2 separate regions of the Hordeum vulgare genome follow, and region 2 is linked to region 1. A link is a contact called in public Hi-C data. All regions are on one chromosome and are shown on one strand. The core of a region is the stretch at or near the end of the contact, and the rest is flanking DNA. Distances in the headings are between cores, read along the strand shown.

Region 1 (6,982 bases), core at 700-3,199:
GTATGATTTTTTTGAAAAGATAACCTTTTAAGTTTGATCGAATTTGTAAAGGAATATATCAAAATTCATAATATCTAGTTGGTATTTTTAGATTCATCATAAAATGAATTTCCATACTTTATTTGTTTAATATTGGGATGCAATATTTTTGCTCTTGACTTGGAAGAATTAGGGAACATAGTGAATAAAAAGAATTGAATGGAAGAGCTTGGAAAATTGTTGACCGAGTCAAAACCAGATGACCTAATTCGAAATTGAATACCTCAATTAGTTGTGAGGCCTTAAAAATTTGGAAGCATAGTGTATAGTATAGAGAATTGAAGAAGAGAGCTTTAAAAAATTGTTTACCCGGTCAAAATCAGGTGACCCAATTCTAATTGGAGATCTCAATTAAATGTGAGCTCTTCAAAACTAGAAAGTTTAGTGTTGTAGAGGATTAGAATGCATTAGGAAAACATATAACCATGTTGACATGTCTCGTCAAATATTATCTACATAGTCTATCTAAGTAGTATGAATTGAATTTTTATTTCAAGTCCAAGTTTCTTGATACATACATAATCCTTGTGCGCCATCGGGTCTCATTGGTACATATGACCACATCATATCATAATACCATCTTGTAGTGTGGCCAATAACATGCAGATCGAACACCTGATGCATGATATGTGAGCCTATAATGAGCCGATTGATCGTGATGCTTTGTCCCATGAAAACAACTTGTTAGGTCATATGCGTCCACGACACACTCCGCGAGACATGGTTGATGGACTCCCACGATGATGACGGTGGATGACACATCTATATTTGTTTGCCGCCACAAACCTCCCTTGTCCATCTTCCATGATTCCCATCTAGGAAGCATGATGAGACCGTTGAGACTAAAATCACTCTATCTCCGTCGAAGTAGATTTAACCGTAAAAGATAGAAGTTAAAAAAATGAAGGATGCAAGAAACGAGACAATCGATTTGGATCAATATTTTGCTTCTTCGATATTGATCGGATCGGCTACAACCTACAGTAAACATATTCGAGTGTATTTCCAACACATGCTTAAACTTTGTTCATAAACCTCCTCTCAAGCTTGGAACCCAAGTAAGACCTTAGGCAAACATCTTTATTCATTTTTCCGCCGAATAACCCACAAGAAAAACATGATTTGTACATTTCTATACATAAGAAAGAAGTTGCCCGGTTTATTAAGGAAGACCGGACAAAAACTAAATACAAAAAATACAAAGACCCCCACCGACCGCCAAAGACGACGAAACTCAAGAGCAACACACCACCACAAGCGCGGACAACCGAGCGACCACCCGAAGGCGCCGCACCAACACGCCAATGGTGGGAGAGAAACCCAGCCGCCACGGGAGGAGCGGGCTTGGGCCGCCCAAACACGACACCACAAGAGCCCAGTCATTCTGCATCGTTGATTCTTTCTATATACGCCCGACCCCTCACCACCATCATGCAAAGGGAGACACGATTCAAAACACAGAACATGGAGGCCTGTAAATTCCGTATAGCGCCCCCTGCTGCAAGCTGGTACACTACACCCCCTTGGACTCTAGCAGCAGGGGCCATTAGTTTTGGAGCGGGCATGTGACAGCGCATCACGGATCCTCCGTAAAAACAAATCAATTAATCGCACAAGTACAAAATGGCTAGTTGTCCTGCACGAGACGAGAGAGAGAGGGGAAGGTTGGATCCGGGCTCGCCCGCCCCGTTCAATAATTCCCATATGCGGCCCTGCCCCTCCCTCGGGCCCGCGACGGGCCCGCCCGTCAACAGACGCCCCACGCACCGCCTCACCCGTACCGCCAGCTGACGCGTGGCCCCGGGGTCGTTCGGCCCCGCCTGGCAGCGTCGTGGCGGCTCGGCAGCGGGCCAGCGGCGCGCGGAGGAACACACCACTAGAAAAATCGGAGCCTGGCGCACAGGCCACCAGATGATAGTCGACAGAGTCCCCACCCCACACTCCCTCATATCTCTCCCCACTCTCGCCCCCGGGCGAAATCGACGCCACAGCGGGAGGGAAAAGCTTCCGGGGTTGGCAGGGACTCCCCCTCTTATACGCCTGCCCGGCCCGCCAGACTCCTCACAGCTTCTCCCCGTGCCCGAGCGGAGATCCCGAGTTCCGGACGCCGACGTCGGGTAAGCGCGCGCTTGCGCCCGCCCTCGGCCGAAGCTCTTTCCCTGCTTGTTTTCTGCGTGCGTGTGGGGGTAGAGGCGGCCGTGGCCGGCTGCTTGTGTCGAATCTGATTTGTTTCTTGGGTGTTGTTGTTGTTGTGGTGGTGGTCGTTGTTGTTATATCTTGTTACGAGCTTTGCGGTGCTGACGAGTTCTGTTGTTGTTGGTGGTGATTGTGCTGTGCAGGTGGTAGGATTCGGCGGCCATGTCGTCGGGCGCCGTGCTGGTCGCCATAGCGGCGTCCATTGGGAACCTGCTGCAGGGGTGGGATAATGCGACCATTGCAGGTAATTCGTCCGTGCCTCCGGAAAAAACAGCCGGCCTTTCGACGCGGTTGGGAAGATACTCTTTGTGTTGCTGCGCTTCCCAGGGGCCCGTGTTAGGTGGCGGCAATTATTGGGAATCTTGCCGGCTCCGATCATGACGGATTTGGCGGAGCTGCTTGTAGTAGTACTAGTAGCAGCAGCAGTAGTAAAAACAGATATTCTTTCTTGTTCTACAATCTTTTTAAATCGATCAGGCGGCTGAAACGAAATCCTCGCAAGATTTCCGAGTTCTCTGAACGGATCCGTCTCATGCGCGATCTGGGCATCTGAACCATGATAATTCAGTCCGTGTCAACATGTTCTGAATTCTGAACTGATGCAGATGCTTTGACTTCACGCTGACCATGTTGACCTGCTGGTGTGATCTCTCCAGGTGCCGTCCTGTACATAAAGAAGGAGTTCAGCCTGGAGACCCAGCCCTTGATCGAGGGCCTCATCGTGGCCATGTCGCTCATCGGGGCGACGGTTATCACGACGTTCTCCGGGGCGGTGGCTGACGCTGTTGGTAGGCGGCCCCTGCTGATCGCCTCGTCTGTCCTCTACTTTGTCAGTGGCCTGGTGATGCTCTGGGCGCCCAACGTCTATGTGTTGCTCTTGGCCAGGCTCATCGACGGGTTCGGTATCGGTTTGGCAGTCACCCTTGTCCCTCTGTACATTTCGGAGACCGCCCCGACTGACATTAGAGGGCTGCTGAACACGCTGCCGCAGTTCAGTGGGTCAGGAGGGATGTTCCTTTCTTACTGCATGGTGTTTACCATGTCCCTCATGCCGCAGCCTGACTGGAGAATCATGCTTGGGGTTTTGTCGATCCCGTCGCTTATGTATTTTGCATTGACTGTCTTTTATTTGCCCGAGTCGCCCAGATGGCTTGTGAGCAAGGGAAGAATGGCTGAGGCCAAGCGAGTATTGCAAAGACTGCGGGGAAGGGAAGATGTCTCAGGTTTGTCTGTCTTACTAGTCTGACAGGCATAAAATCTCTGATGGTTTTACTCATGTGCGATTAACTGTGCAGGAGAGATGGCCCTTCTTGTTGAAGGATTGGGTGTTGGAAAAGACACACATTTTGAGGAATACATAATTGGACCTGATGATGAGCTGGCTGATGACGGGCTGGCTCCAGATCAAGAGAAGTTGAAACTCTATGGAGCTGAAGAAGGGGTATCTTGGATCGCCCGTCCTGTTAGGGGCGGCGGCCAAAGTGCACTTGGAAGCGCTTTGGGCCTCATGTCTCGTCATGGGAGTATGGTTAGTCAGGGTAAATCTCTTGTTGACCCCCTTGTCACTCTCTTCGGAAGTGTCCATGAGAAGATGCCTGAGGTAATGGGGAGCATGCGGAGCACCTTGTTTCCTAACTTTGGCAGCATGTTTAGTGTGGCTGAACAGCAGCAGGCTAAAGCTGACTGGGATGCTGAGAGTCATAGGGATGATGAAGATTATGCATCGGATCATGGTGCTGATGACATTGAGGATAACCTCAATAGCCCGCTTATTTCTCGTCAAGCGACAAGCGTGGAGGGTAAGGAGATTGCTGCACCTCATGGAAGCATAATGGGTGGTGTGGAAAGAAGTAGTAGCATGCAGGGAGGGGACGCAGTAAGCAGCATGGGCATTGGTGGGGGGTGGCAGTTAGCTTGGAAGTGGACTGAGAGAGAAGGTGCAGATGGGCAAAAAGAAGGTGGCTTCCAGCGTATTTACTTGCATGAGGAGGGTGTGTCAGGTGATCGGAGAGGCTCTATATTGTCTATGCCAGGAGGTGATATTCCTCCTGGTGGTGAGTATATCCAGGCAGCCGCTCTAGTGAGCCAACCTGCTCTTTACTCGAAGGACCTGATAGAGCAGCAGCTTGCTGGTCCAGCCATGGTACATCCATCCGAGGCAGTTGCCAAGGGTACAAAGTGGGCAGAACTATTTGAACCTGGAGTGAAGCATGCACTGTTTGTTGGCATTGGATTACAGATCCTGCAGCAGGTAAGCTATTTTTGCCGTTGTGTTGCATATAAATACTAATGTATGTACTGCCAAGTGCCCTTGACAACTATTTTAGCACAAGCATTTCTTATAGATTTAGTATCTAATAGTCTTTGTTTCCTCTTCAAACTAAAACTTAAATAATATAACATCATGTTGATCTGTGCTGCCCATGACTTCTTGTTGAAGTTCTTACCTTTAACCTTATTATGGGATTTATTTTTTGCTCTGCTGCCTATGGTAAGCACTAAGCAACACTGGTATTATGTTGCTGTAGTTTTCTAAAGTAAATAAACTTGACAAACCTGCTAGTCTGGATAACTTAATTTTGCTTATCAACCTGTGAGTGCTACGAATACATCTTTAGTCCTTTGCTGGCTTCACACAAGTAAGATCAGTTTTGGAGTTTCGCTTCGAGACACCCTCCTTAAAAGTTTGCGCGAATCTTGAAGTTACTTAAAAAGGATATTCTCGTACATCCATGACTAACTAATTGTAATCTCTACTTTCCCAATACATCAAACAAAAGATTAGAACAATCTAATATTTTTTATTGAAGGGGTATATTCTATTTTCTATCTTTAATCTGCATTGAAATCTGTAAACTTTTCTTTGGGGGGGGGGGGTACCGAAGAAAAAACTCTCAATTTTGACATCTTGCGGTAGACAGTAAAATTTTAAAGAAAGATGGTGTGCTAGAAACACATAATAACATTCTATTGAACAAGATTATAGAGGACCTGTCAGAATGGTCTATGGTACATGTGGCCGTAAGGTCACAATTTTATTAATGGGTATTTTCTCAGAAGCATGGAACTATTGGTTAATCTTTTTTCGTTAATCTTACTGTTGAATATGATTGTGGTGTTCCTAGAATAAATGACCGGCACAATATTTCATTTTGTCACATAATTCAGTTTGCTCATCCCTATGTTTCCCTTTATTTTCCTTCTACGCTTTATGTTTACTGTGCTTTTACCTAAATATAAATACAAATATTGCATACCAAGTGTTCTTCTGCTGATGATCAACTTTTCTCTTGTTCAGTTTGCGGGTATCAACGGAGTCCTGTATTACACGCCTCAGATACTTGAGCAAGCAGGTGTTGGGATTCTTCTATCAAACATTGGACTAAGCTCTTCCTCTGCATCTATTCTTATTAGTGCCTTGACAACCTTGCTGATGCTTCCCAGCATTGGCATCGCCATGAGACTCATGGATATGTCAGGAAGAAGGTTAGACTTCGCATTTTGCATGCTATTGCTTACTTGTTATAGAATGTGATATTGTTGAATGTAAACAAAAGAGTAACCATTCTTCCATTTTGTTTCTCATCCAGGTTTCTTCTCCTCTCAACAATCCCTGTCTTGATAGTGGCACTAGCTATCTTGGTTTTGGTGAATGTTCTGGATGTGGGAACCATGGTGCACGCCGCTCTCTCAACGATCAGTGTCATAGTCTACTTCTGCTTCTTCGTCATGGGTTTTGGGCCTATCCCGAATATTCTCTGCGCGGAGATTTTCCCCACCTCCGTCCGTGGCATCTGCATTGCCATCTGCGCACTAACCTTCTGGATTGGTGACATCATCGTGACATACACTCTTCCCGTGATGCTCAACGCCATCGGACTCGCTGGAGTTTTCGGAATATATGCTGTCGTTTGCATGATAGCCTTCGTATTCGTCTACATGAAGGTCCCTGAGACAAAGGGCATGCCCCTGGAGGTCATCACCGAGTTCTTCTCGGTCGGGGCGAAGCAGGGCAAGGAAGCCACAGACTAGTTGCTCTGATCCGGTGATCCGCGTCGCTGGTGGTAATTTTGTGTTGTCATAACTACTACTACACTGGTTAACCTGCGATGCTTTGGTTAAGAAACTTCAAAGGGAGCAGATACGAAAGACTTTACATCGTGAGGCTGAATCGTGTCGTCGTAGGCCGGCTTTTGGAAGTAGGATATGTACTTAGATCATCTGTTCTTTTCGCCTTGGAACTTTGTATTTGTGTTATTCAGAATTTCTTGCCCATGTAACTAGTGCTGTTATCACAATTTATGTCGTTTATGTTTTTGCCCTGCTCGGTCGGTCCAGTTTATCCTCTTTGTTGCTGTACTAGTTCTCAGTTGCCAGTCACTTCAGCAGTTTAGTTGTGTTATTGCTACTTCGTACTCCACTACACCTACGCACACGCATCTAAAACCGGAGCATCCGTTCTCCAAACCCCTAGCGCGCACCGTATGTACGCCCCAGAAGTCGCCGCCGCTGTCTTTCGTGAACCCATCTTCAGGACAGGGATGATCAACTCAATGGCTTTGCCAGCCATATTGTCAACGCCACCACAATGCCACCATCCAGGCATATTGTCAACGCCACCATGACATCAGACAGTGCCACCATCCAGTGCGCGTGCATCGTCACTAGTCTATCATCGAGTCCGCATTGCGTCACGCCGTCTTAGACTTGAAAGAAACCATGCCGCTCCACCTCAGGACCCCTCTAG
Region 2 (6,609 bases), core at 990-3,489, 760 kb after region 1:
TGGTGTCGTCTATGATCTACCTATTCTTTTGTGACCTTAGGTGGACCTTGGTTCATGTTGTCGGAAGGGATTCTGCTTCGTTTTCATATGATTTATAGTTTAGGTTTTGTGTCCTTCTCATGAAGACGGGACAACGATGACAACTCCTTGAGGATGGAACAAGTTTCTCTTTGTCTAACTGTTGTCCCAGCGGTGCATCCAACATCATCAGAGGGCATGTGAAGGTGCGTCTTCAACGGATCTCACTCGATATGATAGGTGTTTGTCTTTGATGGATTTACCTGGATGCGGTGTTCGTTTGTTTGCGTTTGTGTGTCTATTAATTGGATCCATTCATTCTACGTTTCTTTCATCGGCGAGGTGACCAACGACAACTGCTCTAATGCATCCGCCTTTTGGGACCTTTAGCATGGTGACTTCTTGTCTATTTATTATAAAAATGTTTTTTGGATTTGATGAGAGAGGAGCGATAACAACGATGCGTTTTCAGCTCGTTCTACCATTTTTGATGGTTTACGAACATGAATGTAATTTGTACCATTTCCGACGCTTAATAATGAATAATAGGTAGGAAGTTTCACGAGAAAAAACTTCTAAAAGATATTTTTCTAGTGAAGCATTAGGCCTGAGCCAATGCAGGTCTCTTAGTGCGGTTTCATATGCATTTTTCTTATGTGGCACTTTATTTAATGAAGAGAGATAGTGAGGTTGTATCTTAGCTAACATACAACCTTGACACGTGGTCATAGGCCCTGTTTGGATCCATGGGTTAGAGTTAGAGTTGATTAGATTGGTCCAAACTAACCCTAAAACATCCAAACAGGAGGGTTAGAGTTGGTTAGATGCATCTTCATCTAGCCCATCCACAAAAACTAACCCATCCAAGAGATGCTTGTTTGGGTTAGAGTTAGGTGGGGCCGAGAAAAAGTTACTTTTCCCTCTACCTCCACCACACCAAATTCTTGTTAAAGGAGCCAAATGATTGAAAAAGTGCTTTTATTGGCAATCTAACTGTGTCACCCAAACACCTCTTTGGTTAGAGTTAGTTTAAAATTAGTCTAGGGTTAGAATCTTACCCTAACCTCTAACCGAGTTAGAGTATCCAAACATGACCATAGGTAAAAAAGAGGTGCTAACCCAATCACATGCATGCATGAGCCACAAATCATTAAATTACATACAATACATAAGATACATTGCATTGTACTAGTTGTTTCTTAGGCCACTTCCAATGCATTGGTGCTAAGATAAGGTGGTAAGCATATTAAATAATTTAGCAACTAAAGCCCCCAATGCATAGTTGCTTAGCTTATCGTAGCTAAGCCTCCTTATTTAATGCTTTTGCAACTAAAGTTGTGCATGCATTGGTGCATTTCTTTCATTTAATTGTTTTACCTAGGTTCACGCGCTTAACATTGTTTCTTTGTGGATCACTACACTCATCTCTCTCCTATTAATTAGCTTGCCACATCAGTGTTTTTGCCTATGTAGCAGCCTTAGCACCTGTATAAGGTGAAGCATTGGAAGTAACCTTATGTTTTTATTACGTATATAATTACTCCGTCTGTTTCTAAATATAAGTCTTTCTAGAGATTCTACTAGGGGTCTACATACAGATGTATATAGACATACTTTAGAGTGTAGATTCATTCATTTTATTTCGTATGTGATCTCCTAGTGAAATCTTTTAAAAGAATTATATTTAGGAACGAAGGGAGTACTCCCTCTGTTTCTGTTTACTCCGCGTATAAGGTTTACTTAAAGTCAAACAACATAAAGTTTGACCAAATTTATATCAAAAAATATGAATATCTAGTATACTAAAATTACATAGTATGAAAATACATCTCGTGGTGCATCCGATAATATTGATTTCATGTTGTGAATGTTGATATTTTTTAATATAAAATTAGTTAAATTTTACAAAGCTTGACTTTGACCAAAGCTTATATACAGACTAAAAAATTGGAGAAGTACATGCTAAGAGATGATGCGATGATGCATTGGCAGAGTCACATACAGGTTTGATCTCGATAAGAAGTAGTGGCAGTACAGACAAGAAAAAATCTAAGACAGCAGGGAAAGGGGGCGAAAAGGTCCAAGCACTAGACGGGCATTATTTTATGCACGCAAAAAGCGAGGGAAGGAAGGGACGGACGGGCGGACCCGACAGAGACACGGAATGCACACCGGAGCCGCACCCCACCCACATCCAGCCGTGCACAGCTGCGCCGCAGATGGGATCACACGAACCATCTCGCCCGCCCGCCCGCCCCCAAAGACCAGCCCCCTCTCCCTCCTCGCCCCGCCCCCGTCCCATCCCCAAATCCGCCACGAGCTCCTCCTCCCCCCTCCACCACCTCCTGCACGCTCCTCCCCCATCCTCGCCACCAGCTCCCCCCTCCTCCTCCTCCACCTACCCAACGCATCGCGCGGCGCGGCTGCGGCGACGGCCCTTCTCCGGTGGTGAGCGCTACCCCCCTGATCTGATATGTATTGTCTGCAACTCTGCATCTCCGGTTCATTCGTTCGTCCTGATGGATGGATGGGCGGGTGGGCGGATTCGTCGTGGTCGCTAGGGGGGAAATCGGATCGTTCTTGGTCGGCTGCTGGGGCAGTGCTGGAAGAGGGATTTGTCTTGCTGCTCTGCGCCGGCGGAGGTCCCGGGGCGGCGGAAATGGCGCCGTTCCGGTTCCCGGCGCGGATATTGGTTCCAATCATTGCACGGGCGGGAGGGGAGCAGATTTCAATTCTTTCCTGTTATTGACGCTGTGGATGTTCCTTTTTCCGCTCGATTTGGATATTAATATTATTATGGCGGCGTAATTGGTACGGCTCCAATCATGGCCGATTGGAAGGACTGTTTTTAATCTCTCAGCAATCTGAAAATGTTCCTATTCTCAAATCGTTCCTAGCTTTCAGGAGCGGAAAGTTGCATCTTTTTTAACTCAAAAAATGTTCTTCGTTTCCTGTACTGTCTCTGATCACCAACAGAACAGAGTAGCCAAGAGCACCAGACATCATGAGCGGAGGCGTCGAGCCGGAGACCCCACCCAGTAGCGGCGGCGGCGGCGCCACCGGTAGCCCCATGGCCCGCAAGCCGCCGCGTCACCAGCTCACGGCCATACGCCACTGCGCCAGCAGTGCGCGCATAGCCGCGGCCTCCACAGACCTGGTAACCACACTGACTATCCCCTCCGGCTCATTGCCCGGCCATTTCCTCAAACTACTACGGTGCTTCTCTTTTGTTTTCTTGCAGGGCTTGGATTCGGGGACGCTGAGCTTGATCTCACCCACAGAGATCCGTCCCAGCTTCCTGCCGGTCTACCGGTCTGGGAGCTATGCCAATATCGGGCCGAAGACGTACATGGAGGACGAGCATGTTTGCATCGACAGCCTCATTGAGCACCTCGGAATGCGTACCCCTGCTATCCCTGCACCAGGCGCCTTCTATGGGGTGAGTTGGATTACAGTTACCATAAATTGCGATCCGGCGGTTCCTTGCTGTTCTTGTCTCATTAACTGTTTAACAATGCATGTGCTCATTATGAATCAATGATTTAGTCTGCTGCGACTTCTCTGTGATAATAATACCACCCATTGTGACTTATGTCCACCACTAATGTTGTGATAATAGCTTCTAGGTGTGTTCATTTGCTCAACTTGGAAATCCATGATTACATCGGTTGTGGACGCATGATAGTGGAAATGATTGTACTAGTGTGGTTCAATGATTGCGTTGAGGTGAATCAGTTCAGTATGAGCATTGATAGATGCTTTTAGTTTCATTTCTTATATTTTAGTACAATGAAAACCCCTGCAAACAAAAAGTGTGTTTCTTCAATCATGCTGTTAAGAGAAGGACAAGTAATTCTTTTAAACAGTAAACTGTGGTTTGAAATTTTATATTAGTTTTTTATGCTAAGCTGTGCCCTGTATTCAACTAAAGAATACAGGGCACAGCTTAGCAAAGAAAAAAAAAACTAAAGAAAAACCATGCATTGTATAGAAAGCATGTTTGCTGGTTCTTGAGTGCAGGAATTGTTCATTTTATGGGGGTAATTTTGGTGGCATGTCACTTTACCTAGCACAACAGATGTATAATAATACATTTTCTTGACATAATTTGCAGGTGTTTGATGGTCATGGTGGTACAGATGCAGTCTGTTTCGTTCGGAAGAACTTGCTGAAGTTCATAATCGAAGATGGTCACTTCCCCAACAGCATGGAGAAAGCAATCAGAAGTGCATTTCTAAAGGCTGATCACGCGATTGCGGATTCCCATTCTCTTGACCGCAGTTCGGGGACCACAGCATTGACGGCCCTTATTTTTGGCAGGTAAGTTACTAAGTTTTGGTGCTAGTACCAAACCTTTTAATTTTACTGACACATGGCATCCCAAGAAGACACCTGTCAATGTTATTGTACTCCCTCCGGTTGGGTTTATAAGTCGGGTACGGGTATGGGCCTTAATTTAAAGAAACATGTGTTAAATGCCACAAAAAATACATTGTTAGATTTGATGTCGAATGAAGTTTCTAAATATATATTTTTTGTGACATATGACACATATTTTATTAGTAAAATTGAAGACCTAAAGATCCATGCCTGACTTATAAAATCAACTGGAGGGAGTATATCAAATGTTTCTCCAGTTTGTAATAATGTTTTTCATTCACTATACAATATTGCAAGGAGTTAAATTAATCCCAACAATGCCATATCAAAGACTGGATTTAATGGAAGAGTATTCTGAGGGAAGCCTTCAGAATAGACTCTAAATGAGTCCTTCCTATAATCATGTTGACATAGAAAAGAAACTTATTTGAAGGTGGTCGTTGAGTTATTCTTGGTTAGAAGAACTCAATGGGTTGTTGGTTTGGCATTTTTGCGACTTAGTGGTAAATAATTAGACACTGTTCCTTCCCGTTTTTGAAATTATAGAGGCTACTTCATATCCTTTATATCTGTCAGCTACTTCACATTTATTGCTTCAACCCACAATGTCTCAACCGAAACAAGGTTCTTTGCTGTACCTAGCTGTCCTCTGGGCCTCCTTGCCTTTATTAGTTGACGCATTACCAGAGTAGAGCCTGTGTTTGCTATCTTTAGATTGGTTATTTGCATCGAATGATATACTCTCATCCATGTCATTCAATGGTACAGGACATTGCTTGTTGCAAATGCTGGAGATTGTCGAGCAGTATTAGGAAAGCGAGGACGGGCCGTTGAGCTGTCAAAAGATCACAAACCCAGCTGCAAGAGTGAAAAGCTCAGGATTGAGAACCTTGGTGGCATAGTCTTTGATGGCTATCTCAATGGTCAGCTGTCTGTAGCAAGGGCAATCGGTGACTGGCACGTCAAAGGTTCCAAAGGGTCTATAAGCCCTCTCACTCCAGAACCTGAATTTCAGGAGGTTAGACTCACTGAGGAAGACGAGTTCTTGATAATTGGATGTGATGGCCTCTGGGATGTGATGACCAGCCAATGTGCTGTGTCAATGGTACGGAAAGAGCTGATGGCTCACAACGATCCGGAAAGGTGCTCAAGAGAACTTGTTCAGGAAGCGCTCCGACGAGACACTTGCGACAACCTAACTGCAGTGGTTGTATGCTTCTCAGCCGACCCACCCCCTCAAATTGAGATCCCAAGATTCCGGGTACGGAGAAGTATTTCGATGGAAGGGTTGCATATGCTAAAGGGTGCTCTCGACAGTAATGCCTGACCTCCCTCAAAACATGTCTTCCCTCGCGTAACCCTTTTGTTGTATGATCTTATATTATTTGTTGTTGTTGTTCCTTGAAGTTTTGCCCAGGTCTCTCGACTATAGGTCTCGGAATAAGTTGTGTAGAATCATGTTCCAAATTTTGTTGAGGTGTAGGCTAATCATTTTGCGAAGGCAAATGCTCTGTTTGTACCGGCTAGCATTTGATTGTCCAGAGTGTAATTGGGCAATGCCCGGCATTCTTATTCTGGTATGAATGACAGATTTTATAGCTGATCAATTTTGCTCTACTCCGAACTTATAACTTATACTGTCTAAATTATGAACTCTCTGTTATCCCCCTCGGATGATAAATGAGAGTAATTTTATGATTATAAACCTGGCAGAGAAATTTACTTTTAATCCTCGCTCTATAACTATTTAGGCCTCCTTTGTTTCATAGGAATAGGAAACTTGCATGAAATGAGATCACATGTATCAAAAATCCTATGAATAGAATTTATTTTATCGAGTCTAGACTCATGTTTATTTTTCTATGAAATGTGAAGGATAGGAACCAATCCTATATAGGAATATGAATCCATTCAAATGAATCAAATGGCTTTAAAGAAAGATTTATATAAGAATCTTATCATATACTCCCTCCGTTCCTAAATGCTCCCTCGATATCAAAATAATTATGGTTGGGAAGAACTAGACTATAAGTCTTATTAATTTTTTTACTAAAGACTAAATACAAAACAAAATGAGTGAATTCAGACTTTAAAATATGTCTATATACATCCATATGTAATCCTTAGTGAAAACTTAAAAAGAAAAATTTAGTAACAGAAGAAGTAGAATTCCTATGAAATATCTTCAAACCAAAGGAACCGTAACAGTAT

What was found. A called contact is a pair of places that touch in the nucleus more often than the background predicts.
Region 2: a Hi-C map of leaf shows a contact between it and region 1, with 4 times the contacts expected there. The contact joins the promoter of LOC123437459 here to the promoter of LOC123437395 in region 1. A contact is called at or near these places in 2 of 6 Hi-C or Micro-C datasets (leaf and seedling).

What each region holds. Positions count from the first base shown.
Region 1 is chr1H:364,791,682-364,798,663 of MorexV3_pseudomolecules_assembly, forward strand. It overlaps LOC123437395 (monosaccharide-sensing protein 2-like), which reads left to right and starts at 1,950. Exons shown (of 6, transcript XM_045115706.1): 1 at 1,950-2,156; 2 at 2,379-2,479; 3 at 2,892-3,458; 4 at 3,531-4,486; 5 at 5,534-5,721; 6 at 5,826-6,552. The coding sequence starts at 2,398. The coding sequence ends at 6,267.
Region 2 is chr1H:365,551,023-365,557,631 of MorexV3_pseudomolecules_assembly, forward strand. It overlaps LOC123437459 (probable protein phosphatase 2C 47), which reads left to right and starts at 2,240. Exons shown (of 5, transcript XM_045115711.1): 1 at 2,240-2,466; 2 at 2,995-3,175; 3 at 3,260-3,457; 4 at 4,133-4,338; 5 at 5,167-6,015. The coding sequence starts at 3,023. The coding sequence ends at 5,725.